2 separate regions of the Callithrix jacchus genome follow, and region 1 is linked to region 2. The links are chromatin contacts, called in public Hi-C maps. All regions are on one chromosome and are shown on one strand. The core of a region is the stretch at or near the end of the contact, and the rest is flanking DNA. Distances in the headings are between cores, read along the strand shown.

Region 1 (3,085 bases), core at 280-2,779, 330 kb before region 2:
GGTGTCGGAGGAAGCATATATGTGACAATTTACAGTTTGGGAAATTCAGAGAAGTCGCTCCTCAACCGTGTCACCCATCAGTAGAATATATCCTTCCAGAATCAGTGTCAGGAAATGTCCAGGAACCAGGAACCCAGCCTACACATCCCGATGTCCTACATGCATGCGTATGTGTGGCTAGCCAATCCCTTGCCTTCCTGCCTCTGGGAAGATTATTAGGTCTTCCACTTGTTTTCAAGTAAAAGTAAAAAAAAAAGAAAAAACAGCTTGAGTTTCTTTCCATATCACAGACTTTCAATGTGTTATTATTCAACACTGCAGTGTCAGATTTAGATTTTCCACCTCGAGGAATTTGGTTTAGCTTTAATTAGTTGCTGTGAATATTTCTGAGCCAACTCTGGAAAGCATTTATCTGGAAAATAGTTTCCACTAAAATATAAGCTGGATATAGGGTATCATTTTCCTAGCAGGGTCTGTATCAGTTCACACAGTTATAAATTCTCTCCAGTCCTCTGGATGACTTTTGCCACAAGCCCATCATCATCATATTGGTTAATTACTTATTAAACACAATTCAAAATACTATATTGAGGCATCAGTATCGCCATCCAAGCTCTAGCCTCAGGACTTCAGAGCATGAAGATTTTTCGGAGAAAAGATAATGCTTACAGGTTATTCTCATACAGGCAACTGATGCATTTTTCATCCGGCAACTTTTCAGAAAAACAAGTTGAAAAATACCAGACAAATGAAAAACAGTCCTCAGTAGTTCCATGCTGCTTCCTGAGTAACTGAAGAATGTGCTTCTTGTGGTTAAAATGAGGGATCTGTTTAATATGGATGAAATAGCAACACCCCAGGCATTTTCATTGACATTTCACTGTGACTTTTTGAACTTAGGAGTGCGGATCCAAAAACCTACCCTTTCTTTCTGCTGTGCGGAGCCTGAACAATCTGCAGAAAGATTGCAGAGCCGGGCCAGGCGAGGTAACAGGCTACGTGGGGTTTCTGTTCTCTCTGGTTGTCCTCCCCCCACCCCCCCGCCCGTTTGTACTTCATTTCCATTCATACGGCTGCACTTCCCAGTTTTCCAGGATCTCTCCTCTGAAACCAGGCAAGGGTTTGTTCTCGGACTCCCAAATCCCACCCTTTGCCTCTCCAGCCCTGGACCTGCTGACTGGACCCCAAATAGGTGGTGGGCATTAGTGACTTGTCCCTAGGGCCAGGGGACCAGAAACTGCCCAGAGGGGCTGCACGGAGCACAGTGGTACTCAGAGCACATTGGAGAGCGGATTCAGAGGGCAAAGGAGCCGAGGGAAGCCCCTCTGCCCGAGCCTCCCCAGCGCCCGCCGGGCTCCGCTCCCGAGCAGCCCCGCCGTCTGGCAGAGACATGCTGTTTTGTTTAAATCCTCCACATTCTTTGCCATTTCCCCATTGGCCGGATGGGGCTACCCTCCCCGCCGCGGCCGCTGCTGATGTCAGCCTCGCTCGCGCTCGCTCCTCCCGCACCCACCTCCCGGCCCCAGGCACACTGCATCGGCGCGGACGCTCCGGCCCCGGCAAGGTGGCTGCAAACTCGCGGGCACGCACGGCGCCCGGGGAGCCGAGGGACTCGGGGGAGGGGACGCGCGCGGAAGGCGCCAGCTTCCTCCCACCCGCCCCTGGCAGCCGCGAGCCGAGGTTGGAGGCGCCCGGGGCCCCAGGCGGGCAGAGCCGAGCGGCCGCGGCGGCGGCTTCCCTTTTCTCCCGGAGCCGAGCCCCAGAGCGGCGCGGGGACCGGCCCTAAAAAGAGCAGGAAATCTTGTTTACCGCCTGCGGAGAGGAGCCGATCGAGCCTTTGTCTGGAAAGTCAGCATCTCCGGCTCCGGCTGCTATGTGTTCCTGGTGACATTAGCCTCGGGCAGACCCGCTGAAGGAGGGCGGTCGCCAGGTTCCCGTCTGCTTTCGGGGGCGGATTGAGCGGGGGACTTTTGTGCATTCGTTTTGATTTTGGGGAACCTCTCTTTTTTTCCTCCCTCGCCCGCTGCCGGGCATGTCCTGATCTGGCGGCCGCTCCTACCACCTCGGGCTGAGGATCAGAGCCGTCCCCAGCGGGTCTCCCTGCTGCCTGACTTTGCAACACCGCGTTCCGGGAGCACCGGCCTCGGCGACGGAGGAGGCGGGGAAGCCGCGAACACCCCAGACCCAAACCCTGACATGCTACGGGGCGGAGAGGAGGAAGCCAGGAGCTGAGCGCGCCGCGGGGGCTGCTTCGCCCGCCGGCTCCGAGCGCTGGGCTCCGGGCGCCCTGCCCTGCGCCTGGGCGGCAGCCTTGCTGGTCTGGGGGGCGCCCCCCGCTTCCCGCCCTGGGGGTCCGCGGCCGGCAGGACCATGCTGCTGAAGGAGTACCGGATCTGCATGCCGCTCACCGTGGACGAGGTAAGCGCCGCGCCCGGCCCGGCCTCGCCCGCTCCGGTATCCCCGCCGCCGCCTCCCGGCCGGCGAGCCCCGGCGGGAGGCAGGAAACCCAGGTGGACCGTACCTCGCAAGCCCGAAGGCTGGAGGAGACAAGGGGGCGCATTTGCAGCTTCCACTAGTCACCCGGGCCGGGGAGGGCGGTGCTGGGTGGGGCGGCGGACTCCGGGCGGGCTCTTTGGGGGCGCCCAGAATCCAGACTGTTGGGGTTCACAATGAGCCAAAAGGAGTGGGTGCGCCCCCTCTCTCCAAATAAGAAAATGAATAAAGCAAACCCAAGGGCCCCCAGTGCGCGCTGTAGCTGGGGTGTGGGGGACACCCCGTCCTGACAGTGGGCCCAGCCTTCCCTCTCCGCCCTCTGAGGTCTGGTCGGAGTACGAGGAGAAGCCCTGCGCCCTCGGGATCTGCACGCCCCGAGCCCCGCGGGGGGCACCTCGGAGCCCTAGGGGGAGATCTTTCCGGGTCCGACTTCTCGCCGTCGCCGCGGGCTTGGGCGCCGCTCCCGGCACGTCAGCCCTTCGAGGCTCCCAGACACGGCTCCGTCCTTTCGCAAACCGCCTGGCTCGGAAACTTTCTGCGTCTCTTGTTTCTTCCGCCGCCGGGAGCTTGCTTGGTCGGCTCGCGAGCCGAG
Region 2 (2,930 bases), core at 83-2,582:
AGGGGCATCTGCCGGTACACCCGGATAATTTTTGTATTTTTAGTAGAGACGGGATTTTATCACGTTAGTCAGACTAGTCTTGAACTCCCAACCTCAGGTGATCCGACCGCCTCAGCCTCCCAAAGTGCTGGGATTACAGGTGTGAGCCACAGCGCCCAGCAGCTTTATAAAAACTGGCTGTATCTGATTCCTTCACAGTGGCTGGATATTCTCCTTTTGCCCATGTTTTCATGTTGTGGCAATGAGAAACAACACACATGGAGCTCTGGTAGATGCTTAAATATAAACTGAGGCACTTTGTCACACAGGGTACATTTGTTTAGTAATTGCCTATTAGTTTCTCCCTAAGAACATCACAATTTATCTTTTCTTTTTCTTTTTTTGAGACGGAGTCTCACTCTGTCACCCAGGCTGGGGTGCAGTGGTGTGATCTCGGCTCTCTGCAACCTCCGCCTCCCGGATTCAAGCAATTCTCCTGCTTCAGACTCCTGAGTAGCTGGGACTACAGGCGTGTGCCACCACACCCGGCTAATTTTTGTATTTTTAGTAGAGATGGAATTTTGCCATGTTGGTCAGGCTGGTTTTGAACTCCTGACCTCAGGTGATCCACCTGCCTCAGCTTCCCAAAGTGCTGGGATTACAGGCGTGAGCCAACGCGCCCAGCCCACAATTTATCTTTGATTTTTAAAAAAACATTATTGATTGAATCTGCCAGGCTTTATCTTAGAAACAGATTTCTCCCGGAAATAAAACCTTGCCAAAAATCAAGGGAACTTCAACTTCACCTTCATCAAACTAATTTGAATTTCCTGTAAGCTGGGGAGAGACTTTCCATGCTGGGGCTAAGAGGAGGGGAGTCAGAGAACTCGGAACTGGAGGGGAATTAAGCATTTCACGTAGGAACAGCACGTTATTGGGAGTTTACCTACAGAGATAAATTTGTTTTCTTTGGCTCGTGGTTCCACAAGGCCATGGGAGGAATTCCTAGGGAGTGACCGCAGAGTGAAAAATAATCTAGTTTATTTATATTTGACCACTCCCTAGACTCATCATGCAGTGTCTCAAGTCCCTACCCGGAACGGCTTGCACCCAATAAGCAAAACTTCCGCACCTGCCCCATCCCTTCCTGGAGCACATCCGGGACTCGAGGAGGCATGGTCTTGGGAGGCGGAGTCTGACACAAGCCGGCCCCGCCCCCTGGCTGAATTCACAGTCGCGCTCGCTCCTTCCCCCCGCCAGAGGTCGCAGGCTGCGAGAGTGGGTTCTTGGTTTGGCAAGCACCTGCCCCCTCCGGTCCATTCGGTCTCGCGAGAGAAAGCGCGAAGCCTGCCGGGAGGGAGCGTGATCGTCCCTAGGTTTGCTCAAAATGGCATCGTTGGAGGAAGAATTCACGTTGTCTTCGGTAGTCCTGAACGCCGGCTCTGAAGGACTCCTAGGCGTGGAGCAGACCAGCAAAACAGACCAGTTCCTAGTGACAGACAACGGCAGGACCGTCATCCTCTATAAGGTGAAGGCGATAGGATCGGGAGCGCCCCAACTGCCTTCTCGCCCCTTTCTGAGCGCGGATCCCGAGCTTCTCATAGCTTCAGAGAGAGATCGTGGAGTGGGCTTAGCGGAGAGCCAGCTTGGCCTGTCGGGAACGCTGAGTGAGGTCTAGAATCTGGATGCTTGCCTTCTTGTAAAGGCGTATTTCCGAGTTGCAGGGACAGAGCTTCTGAGTGCACGTGGGTTAGACTCGAAAAATAAAGAGAACCTGTGCTTTTGCTTCGGAACTCGCGGTGATGGCCTTGCTAAGATTCCGTCCTGGGGTCTTTAACATCTTAGCTGCCCGCGGGAGATTGGTTGGGCAGGAGAGGATGACACTGACAGACTAGGAATAGTGGTTTAGCCCTGTGTCTCTTCACACTTCACACTCCTCTCCTTGGGTGGGAGGGGGACAATTTTAGAGGGTGAGGGACTTTTCTTGATAGTTCGGTAAGAATCTTGACTCCAGGTGACTTGTCTATTGACACCTTGTGAATCCTGGAGTCGAGAGTCCCGGGAAAATCTGCAAGCCCTGCCCCCTTTTATGCCTAAAGCCTGATTAAGAACACTTTCTCACCTTGCTCTTGGCGGTCGCATGGAAAACAGTTACTTTTATCTGGGCCGCTGAACAGTTAACAGTTTTCCATGTTTACAGAAGTTAGCTATCTATCTGCTTTGACGTTTTGAGAACAGGTTGCCAGCAGCTCCTTGTTGTGTTTTGACTCTGCTGACTCTGTTGGGTTTTACTTGAGCTGTCAAGTAGATTTGCAGTTTTGCAGCTCCTACATAGGAATACAGGGGCTGATTGGAATTGGATAGACATGATCCCCAGCTGCCCCTCCTTAATTTCCCATACCTCTGTTCAGAGGCATAATAGAATTATTTTTTTAAATGTACTATTGTTTTTTAACAAAGGGTTGTTTACTTATTTAGGGACTTTGTTATCTTTTCATTTTAACTACCCCTTTAAAGTTTTGCCAGGGGTCGGTGGCTCATGCCTGTAATCCCAGAACTTTGGGAGGCCGAGGTGGGCGGATCACTTGAGGTCAGGAGTTTGAGACCAGCCTAGCCAACATGGTGAAATCCTGTGTCTACTGAAAATAGAAAAATTAGCCAGACGTGATGGTGTGCACTTGCAATCCCAGCTATTTGGGAGACTGAGGCTCGAGAATCGCTTGAACCTGGGAGGTGGATGTTGCAGTGAGCTGAGATCACACCAAACTCCAGCCTGGGCCACAGAAGGAGACCCTCTTTCTGGAATTGCAGGCTATAATTACAGGTGTAAGCCACTGTGCCTGTCTTTATATTAACTTTTTTTTTGCTATGGAGTTTTGCTCTTGTTGCCCAGGCTTGAGTGCAATGGCACAATCTCGGCTCACCCCAATCTCCACCCGCTGGGTTCAAGC

What was found. A called contact is a pair of places that touch in the nucleus more often than the background predicts.
Region 1: a Hi-C map of skeletal muscle shows a contact between it and region 2, with 6 times the contacts expected there. The contact joins the promoter of PITPNC1 here to the promoter of NOL11 in region 2. A contact is called at or near these places in 2 of 3 Hi-C or Micro-C datasets (induced pluripotent stem cells and skeletal muscle).

What each region holds. Positions count from the first base shown.
Region 1 is chr5:90,876,540-90,879,624 of calJac240_pri, reverse strand. PITPNC1 (phosphatidylinositol transfer protein cytoplasmic 1) reads left to right here and starts at 1,529. Exons shown (of 9, transcript XM_002748676.7): 1 at 1,529-2,418. The coding sequence starts at 2,371. All of the region lies in intron 1 of LOC118153754 (a long non-coding RNA gene), which reads right to left.
Region 2 is chr5:90,548,425-90,551,354 of calJac240_pri, reverse strand. NOL11 (nucleolar protein 11) reads left to right here and starts at 1,332. Exons shown (of 18, transcript XM_017972776.4): 1 at 1,332-1,507. The coding sequence starts at 1,367.